2 separate regions of the Mus musculus genome follow, and region 1 is linked to region 2. The links are chromatin contacts, called in public Hi-C maps. All regions are on one chromosome and are shown on one strand. Each heading gives the region's core, a stretch centred on a gene start, on an enhancer-like site or on the middle of the called end of the contact. The rest is flanking DNA. Distances are from core to core; before and after follow the strand shown. Region 1 holds the start of Gfpt1 (glutamine fructose-6-phosphate transaminase 1). Region 2 overlaps Aak1 (AP2 associated kinase 1).

Region 1 (4,765 bases), core at 193-2,692, 170 kb after region 2:
CTCTAAGGAACATGTCACTGTGTTAGCTCTGCCAACGTAATCTAGGGACCTGTGTAATGGCTTGGAATAATGAAGAGCCTTTTAGATGAGAAATACTTCCTTGATTACTTTTTCTAGCCTCTATTTGAGATAGGCGATAAAAAAACTGAAAAGCCTTTGCTTCCTTGCACATACAAAGAGCTTAGGACAAGCCTATAAGGCTTTTATCACTCTTTCCAGCCACCAGAACAGTTTTAATTTGCCACGTATTGCTCTGGTCTATGACTAGGCAAGTGTTGGTTATTAAAAAAAAAAAAAGCCAACCAAACAAACAAACAAAAAAATCTCACTCTATCATAAAGGAACTTAACAGTTTAGTGGGGAGAGGAAAAAAACCACCTTTAATACAGAAGTCTGTTATAGCCGGGCGTGGTGGCGCACGCCTTTAATCCCAGCACTCGGGAGGCAGAGGCAGGCGGATTTCTGAGTTCGAGGCCAGCCTGGTCTACAGAGTGAGTTCCAGGACAGCCAGGGCTACACAGAGAAACCCTGTCTCAAAACAAACAAACAAACAAAAAACAAAACAAAAAACAAAAAACCAAAGAAGTCTGTTATTGTATGAGACAGATCAAAGGATGAGATGTTAAAACCATCTTGGGGAGACCTAAAGATGTCACACTTAAAAGTGGCAAGGATGTGATGTGGGACTCTGTAGAATAACCCTGGCGTGCAGTTTTGAATGCTGGAGCAGTAGGAAGGGGATTCTGGCTGAGAGTGCTTCTGTGGGCCCTACTCATTCATTTCCGTTAGAGCTATCAAGTGCGGGCTGATAACCAGCTACTTTTGCTCCAAGGTATTATTTAAACCTTCTGAAAGGGAACGCCCCGCTAACTCCTCTTTTCTCAACGGAGAGTTCATTCGCGACAAGAGCGATCCCGAGTACAACGTGCCCACAGCTTCCCTGAGCGCAGGCGCAGTGCTGGGACTACTGACTAGTGGTACCTTAGGCAGAGAACAGTGAGGAAGGCAGGGAGTGGGGCGCTGAGCACCTTGCCTACAGCTCAGGTCGTCACCGGAATGGCTGCCCGAGGGCGTCCTGCAGGCTCCCGCACCTCTGCGCCAGCAGCGCAGTTCCGGCCACCGTGGCTCTGCACACTGACACGTCTGTCCCAGGCTCTCCCTCCTGCCCTACAGCTTTTCTCTCTGTCTCCCTCCTTCCCGTTCCCCTTGAAACACACAAACTGCTGTGTAAACATTCCCTTCCTCCTCCTCCTCCGAGGCTCGGCTCGCCCTCAGCGGGCGGCTCCAGGAACCTAAAGCGGATGCTGGTCGAGCCCCTGCCACGTCGCTACCCGCAGCTCTGCGTCTGCGCGCTGGGCGGGCGATGCCTGCGCGTGAGCGGCGCGGGCGCGGCCCAATGGGAGAGCCGCGGCGGCGCGCGTGGCCGGGGGGGGCGGGGCGGCAGTTGAGAGCGAAGCGAGCGCTGAGTCGGACTGTCGGGTCTGAGCTGTCGCATCCCAGAGTCCTCTCATTGCCACCACCCCGGCCCGAGCTCACCCTCGCTTCTGAAGCTCTCCGCGCGCCCGACAGCTCAGCCCTCGCCCGTGACCAACATCATGTGCGGTAAGGGCAGCGATGGGGGTGTGTGGTGGCCGCAGGGCCCGCGCAGTGAAGCCAGAGGTGGACAGCGCGTGTCAACAGAGCGGCCTTGGGGCTGGGGTCCTGAAGAGAAGGGGGGCTTGTGGAGCGGGCATCCCGAGGAGATTGAGGGTCCTGAGGGGAGCCGGGATCTGGAAGGAGAAGGGTCTCTGGGGAGAAAGGCTGCTGTCCGTGAGGCAGGGACTCTAAGATGGGGATTCCGGTGTTGAAGGGGCGGCCGGAGCTAGTGTGCTTAAGAGGGACCGGCAGAGGAGATTGTGGGGGCCCTAGGAGTCAGAGGCTACTTAAAGGGGCTAGAGGATTGGGGGTGGGGTGGGCCAGGGAGGGTATCAGAGCGTTCAAGGGGCACCTTTGCATAGAGCTCAGAGGATAGATGAATACCTACCTTAGAAGAGCTGTGAGGCTCAAAGTGAGACCAAGTATGGAGGGATGCCTAGGGGAAGGTCCACCAGGTGAGTGAGGCGACCTGTGAACATGCTGTGTGGTACTGGGGGTTAAACTCATAAAGGCAGCTTGTCAAGTGAGTGAGTACTCTTTCCCTTAGCCACACCCCCCAAATCCCCTTTTTCTGTCTCTTTGTAACTGGGTCCCACTTGGTAGCCCAGGTTGGCCTGTAATTCACATTGCCCTGTCTCAGCCTTCCAAGTGTTGTGATTATAAGTATGAATGACCACTCCTGGCTGGTAGCATTTCTTGAATTTACTTATCTTGCAGTCTTAAAAATACTTAATTCTAGTCACTTTATTTTAGGCAGGCCTGCGAGAACTCAAGCCAACGCACTGACAGTGATACCCCACATGACTTCTGCCACTCTTAAGTCTCTCAACAGGAACCATTACTAAATCAATAACTTGATGAAATGGGCTCAGAGCTGATCTTGTTGGAAGAGAGAGTAGTAGTCCTGGCTAAAGATCCCACATCATGCATGTACACCTGTTTAACATATGTCTTTACTACAACCATTAAAAAAAACAGGCTCTTTTATTCCATATTTTAAGGCTTCTTATTTAGCTGGGCGGTGGTGGTACAACGCCTTTAATCCTAGCCCTCAGGAGACAGAGGCAGGTGGAAATCAGTGATTTTGAGTACAACCTGGTTCCAAGACAGCTGGAGCACAGTTACACAGAGAAACTCTGTCTTACCCCTCACCCCCGCCCCCCATTATCAAAAAGTGTTACTAAAAGATACCATGAGAATTATATATGATACCACTAATAATATTGTAAAATGGGAATGAGCCATTAGTAGTATTTAAAAAGTTATATTTTTACCTTTCCTTTTAAAACCGACAATGACCACTAGACTAAAGAGCGTTTGTTTCTTAGAAATAGTGTCCCACGCTGTCTCTCAAGCAGGTCTAGATCCCAGTTCTCCTTCAGCCTCGTGAGTGCTGAGATTCTAGGCATGAGCCACTGTGCCTGGTTCCCAAGAAAGAACACATTTTAGAAAGAGGTATTGTAAGACTTGTAGCTGTGTGAGAAACATTCTTTGTAGTCTTTCACTTGTAAGAACTCGGGAAGGGGTAGGTTGTCCTCAGTGTGTGTTTTCCTGTGTTTAATCGTTTCGCCTTCTGAAAATGAAGAGCAGGCTTAAGCTTAGAGATTCTAGATTTTAGAATTCTAAACATCATGGAATTACTGGATTAGAGTTGACTTCATAATTAATTATACTTTTACTGTTTAATAGATTGGTTTTACAAAACATTCATAAATTAGTTTCAAATTGTGAGTAGTGAATTTTCAAGCTGGTTAGTTACTAGTTTGCTGTGTTTGGTAGTTAACGGTTTTCTCTCTTTCTTTGAGACTGACTCTCACTAGCCTGGGTTGGCTTTGAACTCACTCTGTAGCTGGGAATAACCTTGAACTCCTGATCCTCCTTCTGCCCCCAAGGGCTGGGATGGCAGGACTCTGCCACCACACCCAGCTAGTTAAACTATGTTGGAGTGATGAGTTATGTACCTAGGCAAGTACCTGGCATTCTGGTTGCAGGTTATTTCCTCATCTTGTACCAGGAAGAAAAGTATTTGTATACTATAAAACAAAAAGAAAAAGGAATCGGATGTAGTTCATGAAGCTCAGATAAGAAAGGAGGAACTGTTAGTCAGAGTGGCTGCTAGTGCAAGGCAGCTATTACACTGAGTTTCACTGATTATGAAGAATAAGTAAATCAATATGCTAGCACACGGTATTTGAGGCATTTCTGTTTTTATTTGCTGAGACAGGGTTTCTCTGTGTTAGGCTTGGTTGTCCTAGAACCCAGTAACACTTTTTTATATTAGTTTTATATATTTCCCAGAGAATAGGTATCTATTTTCAATTGTTTTTTTTTAAACTAGTGATTCTTGCCTTTTTTAAAATTATTTTTTATTTTTTTTGAGATACTTACCTGAAGGTTATTGAGGGATGCTGGGACTGGCTGCTAGGGTGACTTGTAAATACATACTGTTTACGCTCTTTAGAAGTCACACTGGAGGCAGCCGGGCGTGGTGGTGCAAGCCTTTAATCCCAGCATTGGGGAGGCAGAGGCAGATCGGATTTCTGAGTTCCAGGCCAGCCTGGTCTACAAAGTGAGTTCCAGGCCAGCCAGGGCTACACAGAGAAGCCCTGTCTTGAAAACCAAAAAAAAAAAAAAAAAAAAAAGAAGTCACACTGGATATGAAGAAGCTGTGAGCTGTGAGGGAACTTGTTTGATACACATTTTCTGGGGAAGGGAGAGCTTAATAGGTGTCAGGGTTAATAGAAATGAGCAAAAGAAGATGGGAAGGGTTTTGTAATACTTGTTTGTGATAGTCTTCTCCCAGAGATCCAGAATTAGCAAGACTAAAGGTTCTAGAAACCTTTAAACCTAGTAACTTTGTTGGGCTCATATATATATATATATATATATATATATATATATATATATATATATAAAGCTTTTAGTTAGGAGGCCTTTACTTATCCTTCTTTAGCATTGAGCAATATTTAGTGTTGTTTCCTGGGGCTTGGGATTTTCAACTGTAACTTTCCGGTACCTAGAAAGGGTCAGAAGGTGATGAAGGTGATGAAGTGCTTGGTGGCACTTTTTGAGAGAAGACTCAAGAGAGTTGTCTTTGAGGAAACAAAATGAATGCAGATATAATGGCTGC
Region 2 (4,512 bases), core at 129-2,628:
CAGCAAAGAGAAGAACTAACTGTTCATCATGTTAGTTGCTAGTCAGTATGTCCCCAGGTCCCCAGGTCCCCAGATCAGCAGCGTCGTTTGAGCCTGCTGTTTACTGAATTGCGACTTACTTAACTGATCTTCTAGTCTTAGACATTTAGATTACTTTATAGTTACTGTAAAACAGCTCTAGGACTTTCTTTAATTTTTGTTATTATTTTTAAAGATAGGGTCTTAACTATGTAACCACAAGCAGACTTCTTAAACTCATTGTTTTGCCCTAGTTTCCAGAGCACTGAGATTAATTATATAGGTATGTGCCTCTACTCCCGGCAGGAATTTTTTCAATTTTATTATTTATTTATTGTTTGTTTGTGCATGTGTGCTTGTGTTTACATACTACAGTATATGTGGAATTCAAAAGTCAACTTAAGAGACTGGATTCTCTGCTGCCTTTCTGTAGGTCGTTGGGCTTGAACTCTGGTCTTGGAAGCAAGATGCTTGGCAAGGAGTGTCTTAATGACTGGGCCAGGAAATTTGTTTGTTTGTTTGTTTAAAGGCTTTGGGCATTTGTTTTCTTACTTCCTTACACTAACTTTCTGAATGTTAAATTCCTGGCTCCAAAGATGGGCACGTTTTAGTTTTCAATTCAAGCTACAAGCCTTTCTCCAGGAAGGTTGGTCTGTAAGGACGTCTGTCTTGTCTGCCATGGTTAGAAGATTGGATGGATTTCCTTCCTTTTCCCTTCCATACTTATTTTTCTTTTCATTTGTTTCTTGTGTTGAAATTCTTATGTTCCTTGGCTCACATTCTTGTTAGGATACTCATCATTGTTTCCATGTTTAAGGCATTAATCCTTGTTGGGTAGCATGGTGATGCATATCTTGGCTATGTAGCCACTCACAAGGCAGAGGCAGGTGGATCTCTGTGAGTTCAAGGCCAGCTTGGTAGTTTCCAGACAGCCAGGACTACACACAGAAACCATGTCAAAAAACCCCAAAATGAAACAAAAAGGGACCAATCCTTGGTGATATGCATGGCAAGTTGTTTGGTTTTTTTTTTTTTTTTTCTATTTTGTTATTCACATTTGCTAATGGTGTGTTTTTGTGGATATTTTAAATTTCCGTACATTCAAACTTTTTTTTTCCCCCTAAATGATCTTTTTGAGAGTAACAATTGGAAAGGCCTCAGGAAAGGCAGGGCCTAGTTTCCAGAGAGCTGTGGGTCTGGAGGCTGTCTGAGAACACTAGAAGCCATTCTGAGCTTTTCTGGTGGAGTTGTGGGGTTGAGCAGCAGTGACCTTAGAAGAGCTGGGAGCCTGAGGAGCAGTCTGACTGAAGGAAGAGCATTTAGAAAGCTGTCGCTGCGGGCTGGGTAGCAGAGTGGTAACAGAAACAGAGGCGTGTCCGTGAGCGTTCTGAGTCTTACTCAGCCCTTGACGGGATAGTGTGGGAGGGGAGCCATGCCAATCTCTAGTTAATTTAGGTGACATGCTGAGGTGACACGCAGCAAAGGGAAAAGAGCAAGGCTCTGCAGTCATGATCAGTTGGAAGTCTGTTGGGGGTTGTCTGGCCACTTATTTCCTGTTACCTACCAGCCTAAGCCTCACAGTCTACATCCACAGGGGTTTATGGTGTTGCTTTCGATGGTGTTTCTGAGTTTTGTTGTTGTTTTTAGATCATGGTCTCAATGCATTGTCCACAGCAATCTTGTACTCACAGTTTTCCTGCGTGCTGGGACTGAAGCCAGTGCAGCCAGCCTCAGCTCTACTTTATTGTTTCTCAAGGTGACTGGGGTGAACTTTTCCTGTGATTTTTTTTTTTTTTTTTTTTTTTTGATACTTGTTAAAATTGTCTTTTCTCTTACCACCCGACTCTACTGTAGACCTGATTTCAGAGCATTCCAGCATGGACCAGAATATTACGTTCTATCACCATGCTTCATCCTCAGCAGAACACAACACGCAGAAATAGGAAATACTTCCTTGTTTGTCCCCCTCCCCCCCCCCGGGAATGCCCTGCATTTAGAGGATGAAGGGTACACACACACTCGCACCCCTTTTTTTCTTTTTCTCATTCGTGCAAGGTTTCATGATGCAGCCCTGGCTGGCCTGAAACTCACTATGTAGTCTAGGTTGGCCTCAAGTTCAGAAATCTACCCACTTCTGCCTCCCAAATGCTGGTTTAAAGATATGCACCACCAAGCCTGATAACTTTTTACTTCATTGAAGTGGGCTTAGGCTTTGAGTAAATCAGTTTTAGTAAAGACAGTTTAAGGAAGTGAAACATCATGGATTGATTTGCTTGAAGCTTCCATGAGATATGGTTTGAAAACATAAACTAGTTGCGATTCAGAAGAGCAGTGAGCCAAGCATGAAATCTGAGTTGAATAGCATTTAAAGTTTAGCAGGAAGCCAGTTGTGGTGACTCATTCCAGCAATGGAAGGCAGAGGCAGGTGGATCTCTGTGTTTGAGGTCAGTCTGGTCGACAGAACAAGTACCAGGACAGCCAGGGAGACAGAGAAACCCTGTCTGAAAAAACTAACTAAGTAAATAAGTTTATCAGGAGATTCCCCAGAAGGACGGAGTTAGAGATGGGGGAAGTCAGCACTGGCAGTTGTTACAGACATGTGACCCTAAATGTTAAATGGTTGGATGACACACAGAACAAGTCCTCACGATTGGGCTGCTATGGGGTCAGCCTTCCCAAATCTGTTTCAGAATGATGCAGATACAGCAATGACTAGGGTGGGGAAGGAGCAGGATCACCCTGTGTAGACTGTTTCTTCTAGAAGTTTGGATAGGGAAGAGGCGGTCTCATAGTAGCTTAGATTGGGACGTACTTGAATGTATTAGTGTGTCGCGCCCACAAGAGAAACTAGGTGCCAGGAACTCAGAGGAGCAGGGATTTCTATGTGAGGTGGAGGAGGTGCCGGATGAATTGACCAGGAGAGCACGGAAGGAACACTCATGCTCGAGGTGTGACGTCAGAGCTAACTTCCTGTTCTACGTACTGAAGCATGTCAGAGATGACTTCCTGTGCTGGGGTGACTTCCTGTGCTGAGGAGTGTAAGAGGTGAACTCCTGTCCTGAGGTGTGGAGGGGTGTGAGAGGTGATCCCCTTTTCTGAGATGCTGAGGGGTGTCTAAGGGTGTTTACTATAGATCCTGTGAGCTGGTGCATGGGCAGACCTGAAGATACGGATGGTTCAGTTTTTGGCTAATTACAGACCTCAATTGTTTTTAGTGTTATGTAGATATCATTTGTGGTATTTATTTGATAACTTCATGTTTATTAGAAGCAATTAGTTTTTTTATTTTATACTTGTATAATTTATGTTAACTATCAGGGTTTTGTTGTTGTTATTGTTGTTTTGTTTTGTTATGGAGACAGGGTTTCTCTGTGTAGCCCTGACTGTCTTGGAACTCACTCTGTAGACCAGGCTGGCTTTGAACTCACAGAGATCTGCCTGGCTCTGCCTCCTAAGTGCTAGGATTAGAGGCATTCTCTATTACTGCCCAGCTGGGTATTTTGTATGCATATATATTTTCTTTTCTCTGAGCTCTGGCTAGCCTGCAACAGGCTACATAGATCAGGCTGGTCTCCAACTCAAAGAGATCTTACCTACTTCTATCTCTTTAGGGTTAGGATTAAAGATGTGTTTTACCACACTGGCCTGCTTGTTTGTTTATCTGTACTTTGGGTTTGAGTTTGAAAAGATTTTGGGTGGCTGGAGAGATGGCTCAGTGGTTAAGAGCACTGACTGCTTTTCCAGAGGTCCTGAGTACAATTCCCAGCAACCACATGGTGGCTTAAACCATCGGTAATGAGATCCGATGCCCACTTGTGGTGTATTTGAAGACACAATAGTGTACTAATATACAATAGATGAATAAATAAATCTTTAAAAAAGGTCTTATTTAAAAAAGATGATTTTGGGGGACTGGGAAGATGACTGAATTGATAAAGTGTTTGCCACACAAGCATAAAGACCTGAGTTTGGGCACTCAAGACATGTAAAAAGCCTGGGGTGTGTCCTGAATTCCCAGCACTCGGGAGGGAGGAGGTAGAGAGAGGAGTCATGGTCTCGTGGGTCAGCCAGTCCAGCCAAGTTGATGAGCTCCAGGTTCAACGAGAAGTCCATGAGAGCATGCATGCATGTGCACACACCTTCCCACCCACACCCAAAGAGATTCTGCATAGTTTCTGTCAAAGTACTTTTAGCACTAGTTTTTTAATTTACTGCTCTGTGTGTTTGTGTGTGCGAGCTCGTGTGCTTTATTGTTAGAAGTTTCTGTTTACTTTTACTTTCCAGGCCTACTGGTCAGATCAGTAGAGCTCTTAGATATCTTGTCTCACTGAACTAGTTATCAGCTAGCTCTTAAAGGAGCCTTTACCTTAGGAGTTTTGGACCAATAGAACACTATTGTTCCTGAATCTCTGTGCTTGGTTTCTAGATAAAGGGGAAGGAAGGTTTGACATTGGCAGCAAAATGCTATCCTGCTTGGTCTTTTCCAGTTCATAA

What was found. Hi-C and Micro-C count contacts between places; a contact is called where the count stands out from the background.
Region 1: a Hi-C map of CD8 T cells shows a contact between it and region 2, with 1.6 times the contacts expected there. The contact joins the promoter of Gfpt1 here to the enhancer-like site in region 2. A contact is called at or near these places in 1 of 39 promoter capture datasets (erythroid cells), 4 of 484 Hi-C or Micro-C datasets (CD4 T cells, CD8 T cells, Th1 cells and 1 more), 2 of 115 datasets of contacts at active chromatin or transcription factors (extraembryonic endoderm stem cells and pancreatic cancer cells) and 3 of 9 other capture datasets (adipose tissue, liver and pancreatic islet).

The regions. Positions count from the first base shown.
Region 1 is chr6:87,041,404-87,046,168 of GRCm38.p6, forward strand. It overlaps Gfpt1 (glutamine fructose-6-phosphate transaminase 1), which reads left to right and starts at 1,443. Exons shown (of 19, transcript NM_013528.3): 1 at 1,443-1,602. The coding sequence starts at 1,596.
Region 2 is chr6:86,868,988-86,873,499 of GRCm38.p6, forward strand. All of the region lies in intron 1 of Aak1 (AP2 associated kinase 1), which reads left to right. Among named protein-coding and RNA genes, the nearest start is that of Aak1, 22 kb to the left of the region's middle. Within about 2 kb of position 1,379, at least 38 of the 459 cell types and tissues checked have an H3K27ac peak or open chromatin away from gene starts, as enhancers often do. A contact at or near this core is called in CD8 T cells, Th1 cells and adipose tissue, where this site is marked.